Linked DNA regions of Sus scrofa: region 1 is linked to region 2. The links are chromatin contacts, called in public Hi-C maps. All regions are on one chromosome and are shown on one strand. Each heading gives the region's core, a stretch centred on a gene start, on an enhancer-like site or on the middle of the called end of the contact. The rest is flanking DNA. Distances are from core to core; before and after follow the strand shown.

Region 1 (4,814 bases), core at 1,294-3,793, 68 kb before region 2:
CATAAAAATAAAAATAAAAAAAACACATATATTCCTGCAATACAGATAGCGCTCAGTATCTGGACTTTCACCATCCAAATATTTTCTACATTTTACTGAAATTTTCACCAAAATATACTATCCAAATAGAAATTCAAGTGACAAGTTTATACAGTGCAGCAATGAAATGTCAAGTGGTAGGTGAGTCTGTAGGAGAATGTGTTCTTCCATCATAGACTAGCAGTGTCTCTTATAGGAAGATAGGTTCTCTTGTCTTCTAAGGAAATAGAAAGGCCTTTGAAGAAAGTTGGTGAGCACAAAATGTCTGGGAAATCCCATTCAATAGAAGGAAGTATAAAATATATTGAGGGAGGTGAACACATAAAAGATGTAAGCCTGGTCATGTTTCTCTCTCCATCTATAACATCTATGACAACACTATAATAGGATTTTTCATCTTGGAAAGCTTCACTGTGTCACTCAAGCATGGCCTGGTATGTTTGAAATGTTAGAAATATGTCTCATGCAGTGGATAATCATAGTCTTTGAAACCAGGTAGATGCTACTGAAGGTACTACCTACTTTGAAGATCTGAAGAAGAAGATGAAAGAGATCATTTGGTAAAGAAGTCAAGTTTGAACCTCAAGCCTAGAATTGTACAAATGATTTAAAAACTATGCAAGACAGCAGCATTTGAAGATCACAGAGGAAGCAGCTTCTTGGTGATGAGGTTGCAGCAGTCTTTCCCAGTGAATTACAGAAAAATATTGACAAAGGGAGCCAGTAAATTTTCATAAATACTACTTTTCTTGATAAAATCTGGCATTTTAAAGTGAATATCATCTATCAGAGGATAAGACCAAAGATCCAGGGCATGAAATATCCAAAGATGAGCTGACACAACTATTAAGTGAACATTTAAAAGTAATGTTAAAAAAACCAACCAACCAACCAACAATAACCCATGTATTTGTATAACTCTGAACACCCTGGGGCCCTTAAGGAAATGTTGTAAATTGTCTGTTATGTAATTCTCAAATCATAAAACTTAGACAAAGGAGGCATTCAGTCGTTACTCAAGGAGTCATAATTTCTGAAGTTCATTTTTTTAGGGGTGTGAATTCTTAGAACAGCATAAAGAATTGAAGTGGAGACGAGTTAATTTTTATTTTATTTATTTGGCTGTGTCGTGCAGTGGCTTGATGTGGGAACTCAGTTTCCAGACCATGTATTGAACCTGAGCCACAGCGGTAAAAGTGCCAAATCTTAACCACTAGAACAACAGGGAACCCCTGAGTTAATTTTTATTTTATAAGATAGTTGATGAAGTTGTTGATGCTGTTGGTTCTGTAAAGAAATACAATGTGGATGATAAGTTAAGAACAATTTTTTTTCCATATCAGTGTAGATATGTGAACTCTTTTTCCACCCTTAATTCATTTCACCAATCTCGGCATCATCCCCCTGCAAAAGTAACAGTGTACCTCCGTGGGCTGTGGCTTCCTTGAACCTTCAGTGATACTCTGATGTTTAGAGACATTTTTCTCTCACTCCAAAAGCCATAAGTTCCTCAGTTTTAATTAAGCATGTCTGTCTCTGCAAAAAGACAGCGAAAGGCTATTAGAGAAAACCACTTCTTTTCCAGGCTCACTGAAAGGACTTGTTTAAAGGGAGTGAACTGATTTTGATGATGTTGGGTATATTCGAATAATGTCCAAAAGAAGAAAACATTTGCCTTAGTAAAGGGTGACATGCAAATATTTTTCTTGTAATCTGTATCTGAAGGAAATGCCTCACTCTAAGATGCTAAACTCCCTAAGAATACATGTAGAGACTGACTAGTGGTTTTCAACAAAGAAGCTATAACATGTAAGATTTCTTTTCTTGGAAGTAGGGTTTATATCTGTCTTGTGAGTCTCTGGTATGCAGATGACCTCATTGTTAATCAGAGGGAAGAACAGAAGAAAAATCAGTAATTTTAGTGACCATAATAATACAGCAATTCAATAAGATCAGTTAAGAGGTATTTATTGATTGTTCCTTCTAGATGATAAACCATGCTAAGTAGTATCAGACAGGTAAACCATAACAGTATCAGACAGGTAAACCATAACATTAGTGAAATGTGGTAACTATTGCAATAGAAATATGTATATAATGAGAAGGGTGCAGATAGGAAAGGGACATCATTCTACCAAGTTTTAAATTACAAAAGTGCTGGTATTTGAGCTGCATTTTGCAGGACAAATAGGATCTCAGAGAGACAGCCGTGAGTGATGACTTGAAGTGAGACCTTAATTCCCTGTTCAGGAATTGCACCTGGACAGCCTAGGTGAAAATTGGAATTGAATTGCCCTGATTCTTGCCCCATTGAAGGCAAGAATGTTTCAAGGAGGTGAAGACTGTTTTTATAGGTAGAAAGATTATTGTTAGAGACAAGTACAAGATGTGGGAAAGCACACAGAGAAACAGTTCAGGAGCAAAACAGGGCATGTGGACACCCCTGCAAGTGGGAAATGTGCCAAGGGGTTGATTTAAATAACTTACATAGAGGCAGTTCTTCCAGGTCTTTGTTTTCCTTTGGGCAATTATCTTGTTTTCTTTCTACACCCGATCAGAGCCAGGGCCCTTCCCGATCTGTGTGTGCATCTTTTGGCCCAGATGGATTCCAGAGCAAGGGCCTGTGCGAAGGTTACCAGGACTTATTATGGCCTGAGTCTCCTTCCTTTCTTGACCCTGAGGGGTCTTTCTGCACATGTGTAGTTGGGGTCTCCCTGACCCCGAGGATGGGAGGTATGTGACCTGTTGATCTCTTACCCTGACAGAGCTTAGCCCTTCTCTACCCCTGCCATTACCTTTGTTTAACAGTATTAAGCAATTGTTTAACATTGGTTAACTTTGCACAGAAGGGAAAGTCCAGTTATTTGCCTTATTCCCATTAGTGTTTCTATCTCAGTGTATAAACACGTGGCTGGTTGTAAACTCTATCCTGGAGCCCACCTATGTCCTGCATCAAGAAGTATAAACGTGAGAGTAGTTGTAAATGTCTATCCTGGAGCCCATGTATTTCCTGCCTCAGATCTTCCAGACCGGGAGGGAAGAGACATTCCTGCAAGTGGGAATATAAGGATCCGTCTGTTGATTCTGAACTATAGGCATCATATTGTTTACTTTATTCAGGACACCCAAGCATGGTGTTGCCAGGCCTTAGGAGCCAAGCAGGGTCAGGATAGCTTGAGATGAGGATGAACAAGGTGATCTGAGCTGAACTGTAAAGGGCCTGGAAGCCAGGGCTGGCCAGTCTTCTGGAAAAAATCAACAACTATGTATTACATTCCTAACCTACATTGCGTTACAGGTTGGTTTCCACCATGTCTCTCAAATTTTGAATATTAGAGTGCTTACATTCTGAGACTATAGGAAGATTCATGAAGTGTGCCTAAGATATTTTTTCCCTTGAAAGATTTATTTAGAAAAAAAAAATCTGCTGCTTTTTTCTTTCTGCTTTTAATTAGACTGAATTTTGGCAATCTTTTTCACTGGGCAGTCCATACAAGACTGAACCTTTAGTGACTCATTAAAATGTTTTGTAAATTCTAAAAATCCTTAGGCAGTTTAGATGCATCATACTTTTTTTACTTTAAGGGATGTACCTGTGGCATATGGAAGCTAACAGGCTAGGGGTCAAATTTGAGCTGCAGCTTGTGGCATATGCCACAGTCACAGCAATGCAGGATGCAAGCTGTGTCTGTGACCTACACCACAGCTAATGGCAATGCTGGATCGTAAACGCACTGAGTGAAGGATCAAACCCACATCCTCAGGGATACTAGTCAAGTTTGTAATCTGCTGAGCCACAATGGGAATGCCAAGATGCATCATACTTTTAAAAAGGCGTATCTATTTAGTGCTACCCTTGTATAACAATGTATACCTGAAAATTTTCAGTTTTGAACTGAGAATTCAATTTAATATTTTTGACTAGTTCCAATGCACAGAGTGCCATGCTAAGCCTTCAGCAGTGGGTGAAAACAAATTCTGTGAATGGTAGCAATCCAACAGGCATGAAGACAAGCCAGAAAATAGAGGATGGACAATGTGAGAGAAGATCGCAAGTGTAGTATTTAGGTGGTAGGGAGTCTTCGCAGGTTTCCTGAAGAAGGAATTTGTGTATATAAGTGCTTTGCCTTAATAAAGTTAATTTCTAATATGGATTGATGGCCAGAGAAAAATTAGAAGCCAATGCAACAGTTTCCAGCCAGTGATTTGAAAATTGTATACCAAAGAAGACTAAGGCTGAAGGGAGAGGCTTCAGGGATTTTCCAAACAAAGACATGTTCCTCATCAAACACTAAACTGTTCAAAGGACTTTTTTTTTTAACTCTCTTTTCAATTAGATTGCTGGTCCATTCATAAGATTTTAAATTATGCTTTATTATTTATTGTTTATATATTTCATATACTTTAAAATATCTGAAAAATAAAGACATTTAAGGGAAAAGTTACCTGTAAGGGCTGTAACCTGGGTGGTGGTAGTAGGGGAAAAAGAGGCAATGACCTAAGGAGATATTATTAAGTGGTTAAAAACAAAACCAAATGAAACCAGGAGTTGGCAGTTGTTTAATAAATATCTAGAACAAAATGGTTCTGAAAGTTTTGGAAAAAAAGATCAGATTCATCGATAGAACTTTTTGAATTATCTCCTGGGAAAGTCATGTTAGACAAAACTTTGAAGAATTTTGACATAAAGGAAACAGAGGGATGATGATGAACTACCAGAGCATTAGGGGAGCCTGAATGTTTCAGCATTCCAGAAGTCAATGAAGGAGCTTTGG
Region 2 (5,010 bases), core at 560-3,059:
GGGCCAGGTTAAACATGCTGCCTTTTATCTCAAGGATACCCATTGTATGGGAGTTCCTGCTGTGGCTTAGCAGAAGGGAACCCGACTAGGATCCATGAGGTTGCATGTTTGATCCCTGGCCTTGCTGAGTGGGTTAAGGATCCAACATTGCTGTGAGATGTGGTGTAGGTTGTAGACACAGCTCAGACCCTGAGTTTCTGTGGCTGTGGTGTAGGCCAGCAGTGGCAGCTCTGATTCAACCCCTAGCCTGGGAACTTCCATATGCCTCAGGTGCAGCCCTAAGAAAAAAAAAAAAAAAAAAAAAGGAGACAGAGAGATACCAAAGGATACCTATTGTGTACTACACTGTGAAGGCAATGTGGAGTTTATAATTGGGACATGATAGGCACATGATGGTACCTAATTGGCAACATGGAGGATATGAAAGTGTGAAAGTCCTAGTTGGTTCATTCAAGAAGCCCACAGTGTCCTAAGGGAGACATATGAATGATGCTTCTTCTCCCATATGAAGTTTCTGAAAGAGAATGTCCCTTACTTTTCATTTTATCTCCTGTCCCTATTACAGTAGATTTGTGTTCAGTAGTAAATATACGTTGATTGCAGAGTTCCTGTTGTGGCTCAGCAGTAATGAACCTGACTTGTATCCATAATGATGTGTGTTTCATCTCTGGCCTTGCTCAGTGGGTTAAGTATCTGGCATTGCTGTGAGCAGTGATGTAGAGGTTGCAAAGGTGGCTTGGATCCTGCATTGCTGTGGCTGTGGTCTAGGCTGGCAGCTGCAGCTCCAATTCAACCCCTAGCCTGGGAACCTCCATATGCTGCAGGTGTAGCCCTAAAAAGAAAAAAATATGTTCATTGCATACTTTTTTATAAATATCCCATAGTGCAATGATAAGGCTTTGCTTATCCAAGGTCCCTGATTTCTGTACAACTCTTTGAGTCTTAAAACATTGGCCTTTTAGCATCTAGAGAGTTTATGGCTTTGGGCCACTTGTGCCTTTGATGCTTTATGATTAAACTATATCATTTTAGGTACAGTGTCACCCTAGGAGCCTTGTACTATATTCAGAACAGTAAAAGTGCTGTGCTGTAAAAGGCACTCTTACATACTTGCTATCACTCCCACAGTATAAGAACTGAACATGTTGGAACCAAACTGCTTAGGATCCAGTGGTGACTTTGCTACTCACTAGCGCTGCAGTCTTCTAATTTTCTGGTCCTCAGTTTCTCCCCTCAGTAAAATGGGGAGAAAAGCAGAGTCTCCTTCATAGGATTGTTTTGAAGGTTGAATTAAATATGCCCATACATTTGTTAGTATACTTCCAATGCCAATAAATACCAAACACTCAAAAATGTTACCTGTTTTTATTATTGTTGCTATATCAGGTAATTCTCACAATTCCTCTGAGATACTAATAATTCTAGCATTTGAACCTGAATTTTTTTTGGGGGGGGGCAGCCTTCACTCTTGACTGTGTCAAGTTGTCTCAGGTTTTTTATGTCTCTTAGGAAATTTCCTCAGCTAAATCCAGTAGCGTACACAGCAGTCCCTAACATCCCAGAAGGCAATCTGCCCTTCAGATGTGAGCTACAACTCACGTCTCAAAATGAGCTGTTAATATGAAAGCTACTTAAGGCCCAACATTGGAAACAATTTCCAGACCTTTTTAAAATTGTCACCACCGTGAATAAGAGAGTGCAGCTTACAGCATTAAAACCAAACAGACCTTTGGGCTGTGAGCAGTTCCCACCTAAGTGTTCTTATCAATTTCCATAACCTAATTTATTTTGGCACAGAAAGTTCTTGAACAAATATTATCATTTTTCAAGGTGAATACACGAGTCAGGGAGTTTTAGACCTTTAAAACTCTGCCCTGAAATAGAATTCTGTCAAGGATCAAGTCAGGCAATGTGAGTCTTTCTTTTTATTGGTTAACTAGTAGATTGAACTTTAATTCTTGTATGTAACGGAGGTGATTTTCCTTTCCTTTGGGTGTTTTCCTGTATTTTCCAAAAGTTTTATAATAAATGTGTATTATTTATATAATCAGATAAATCATTTCCTTTTAAAAAGATATATGTATTTCATAACAGGATGATGATGTGTATTTATCTCTTCCATAATCCTATTTATTTTTATTAGCTTTTTAAGGGAACACTTAATGCTCAATGTGTTATAGAAATTCAGTGATAGATGGTAACTTGCATTATTATGAAAGTTATTCTTGATAGGTACCTTGTGAGTTTTCCTTGCTTTCCAGGGAATACATTTGGTTGTCTGTGACTGACTTAGAATATTTTTTGACAAATAATTAAAGAAAAATTTGTTTTAAATAAGATTCAGGTTTGCCTTCATTTAGATTTTTGTTTTTAATATACACCTTATCTTTCTAGGGTTGTTACTGATCTGGCATATTCATTATACATGAGGCATGTTTTTAGTATTTTCGTTCTATGCTAATTTTTGGCTTTGGCTTTTGCTTTGATCTAATGCCGCTTTTAAATACATGGTCATTTAATATTAGACTATTAGACTAAAATGTGTGTATTCAGAGCACATGCAGATACTTGATCCCAGAAACCAAACCCTCTTGGACTCTCCAAGCACTCTTCTTAAAATTCAGTATCCTTCCTTACACACTGGCCTTTATTAATGTATGCACTAATAATTATAGAAAGGCATCGAAGTCTATCAAAGTTGTGGTTAAGACTCCAAAATCTTAAAAAATTTCAGGTCTCCTGGACACAGTTACTTATTATTAGACATTGGTAAACTGGATAAGACCTAATCAAGACAAATTTTCAGTAACACAGAAAAGAATTTTAATAGGTTGGTTAAGGGCCCAGAATTAGATTTTATTTTTATTTTATTAGAGAGCCCAATGCTATCTAGTCTATATTCTTAATCAGATGTTTTCTAGTTTTCAGAGCAGACCCAGTTCTCACTGCATACATGGTGGTTAGCATGTTGTAAATAACAAAATAGGATGAAAATATAGCTAATGCTGTAACTATTTTAGTTGAATATCTTGTAATAATGTTGTCATTGGAAATTCACAGTGCTTTTTTTCCTTACCAATATATATTTTTTTTTTGTCTCAATGAAGAGTGAGGGGGCTCTGTTAAGTTTCTGAGTTTGATGAGCTTATTTGCAACATTTAGGATTTTGTTTTCCAGCATTGACGGTTTTGGGGGGTTTGGTTTGTATATGTGCCATCAATGATTTGTCACTTATAAAAGGGCAGGTATTTCCTTTGTGACAAGTACTAAGACATCATGAACAACTCCAAGGTGACAGAGTTGACATGTTTTTTGTCACATGTCATTCAAGGAGAGAAGAAGCTATTTTGAGTTGGAGAAATCAGGGGCAGGAAGGCCAGTGTATATTGATTTTCTACCATATGCCAGACACTATAATAAGATCGTTACAGGTGGGATCTCATTTAACCTGCTCAAGGTCATCAGTAAGTGGAAAAAATATATAATTTAGAATCAACTCTATCTCATTCAAAATTGATATTTTTTCTCCATTTGTACAATTTACATTCTTTAATAAATAGGATATTTTCAAAATACATCAGAAAAGCTGGGGAAAACTTGGGTCATAGAAAGGGATGGGCGGGCATGGATGTTAAAAATGGGAAGCAGAAAGACTAATCTTGTCAGAGCCTCTGGGGTAAAGAATATACATCAGAAAGGATGCTTGAGAAATGAGAAGTTTGCTTGGACCGGATCAGAACAAGCTTCAGAATGGTGAACATACAGACTGGAAAGGAAGGTTAGCAACATATTGAAAAGGACTTTTAAATGCCAAGACAAGGAGTATGGACTTAATTAGGAAGGCAACAGGGAGCCACTGAAGGTTTTGTGCGGAGGAGCAATATGATTACAGCTGACAGCAGTCTTAATAAGGCTTAATAAATAGTACAGTTTATAACCTTAGGCCAACTGCTGAGCAGAAGCCAAAAGCTGTGCTGCAGAATTAGCAAACTAATTACTGTGAGGGATGATGGCCTGAATTTAATCTGAGTCATCCTTTATAATGCAGTAGAAACTCCTGGAAATGTAAACAAATAACTAAAGTGACAGGTGACATGTCTTCACAGAGTCTGTTACCTTTATTTGACACCACAGAGGCACACTGTTAAAAATGCCTTAACAGGGCTGTAATTTACTTTTCATCATTTTTGAAACTTCTCTTCTTTGTAAATATCCAGTATATTTTTATGGCTTTTCAGCAGGCCTAAAATCTATTGCCATCTGTCTTATCACTTGTAATAATGCTTTGCCATTTTTATTGGTATTAATATGCTTTGCCAAAAGGGAAGGCTTCATTATGTTATCTCAGTTTGAAATAACAGCTGATGTTGACTAGAAGACAATATTCAAATTTCAGTTCTAGCCACCAGGATTTTTTTTTTTTTTTTTCATTTAGAGAGTAGGCTACATAAGTTTCCTGTCTTTTCACTATTTTAAGAGACTTTCAGTGTGTTTGTGTGTTTGTGTGTGTGGTGTGCATGTGTGTGCATGCACCCATACATGTGAGAGTGAGAGAGAATATGCATATGTGTATGTAGAGAAAGGACTAGATATCTATCCCATTGCTTCCTTCTGGGGAGTAACTCCTGGAGAACAAAATAGTTGCATAAAGTTTCTTATGAAACACATTCTCTTTAATACATTATGGTGATTATTCTCACCATTAATAGTGAGAAATGTATGCTTCCTTGTCAGCAATCCAATATAGTTTTGAACTTATATAATTTTACATATTACATTATGGCTAGTTTGTTGATATTTCCCAACCACCTCACCCCCCGCCCCAGCCAGATGGTGTGCTCCGGAGGGCACAGTTTATACTTTTGGTGCAGAGCATGGCACCTGGCTTGTAGTACATCTTCAAATAGTCAGCCCGTACTGTTGAAGCTTTCCTTTTAGGACAATCTTGCCAGGGCATTCATTCACACAACAGATTTTGAGAAACTCCTAAGTACTTTGCCAGGTAAACAG

What was found. Hi-C and Micro-C count contacts between places; a contact is called where the count stands out from the background.
Region 1: a contact with region 2 is called in a Hi-C map of liver, with 1.9 times the contacts expected there. The contact joins two enhancer-like sites. A contact is called at or near these places in 1 of 5 promoter capture datasets (liver) and 1 of 47 Hi-C or Micro-C datasets (liver).

The regions. Positions count from the first base shown.
Region 1 is chr4:31,172,385-31,177,198 of Sscrofa11.1, reverse strand. All of the region lies in intron 1 of OXR1 (oxidation resistance protein 1), which reads left to right. Among named protein-coding and RNA genes, the nearest start is that of OXR1, 80 kb to the left of the region's middle. Within about 2 kb of position 2,543, at least 3 of the 83 cell types and tissues checked have an H3K27ac peak or open chromatin away from gene starts, as enhancers often do. A contact at or near this core is called in liver, where this site is marked.
Region 2 is chr4:31,103,115-31,108,124 of Sscrofa11.1, reverse strand. The region is part of intron 2 of OXR1 (oxidation resistance protein 1); the gene reads left to right. Among named protein-coding and RNA genes, the nearest start is that of OXR1, 150 kb to the left of the region's middle. Within about 2 kb of position 1,809, at least 3 of the 83 cell types and tissues checked have an H3K27ac peak or open chromatin away from gene starts, as enhancers often do. A contact at or near this core is called in liver, where this site is marked.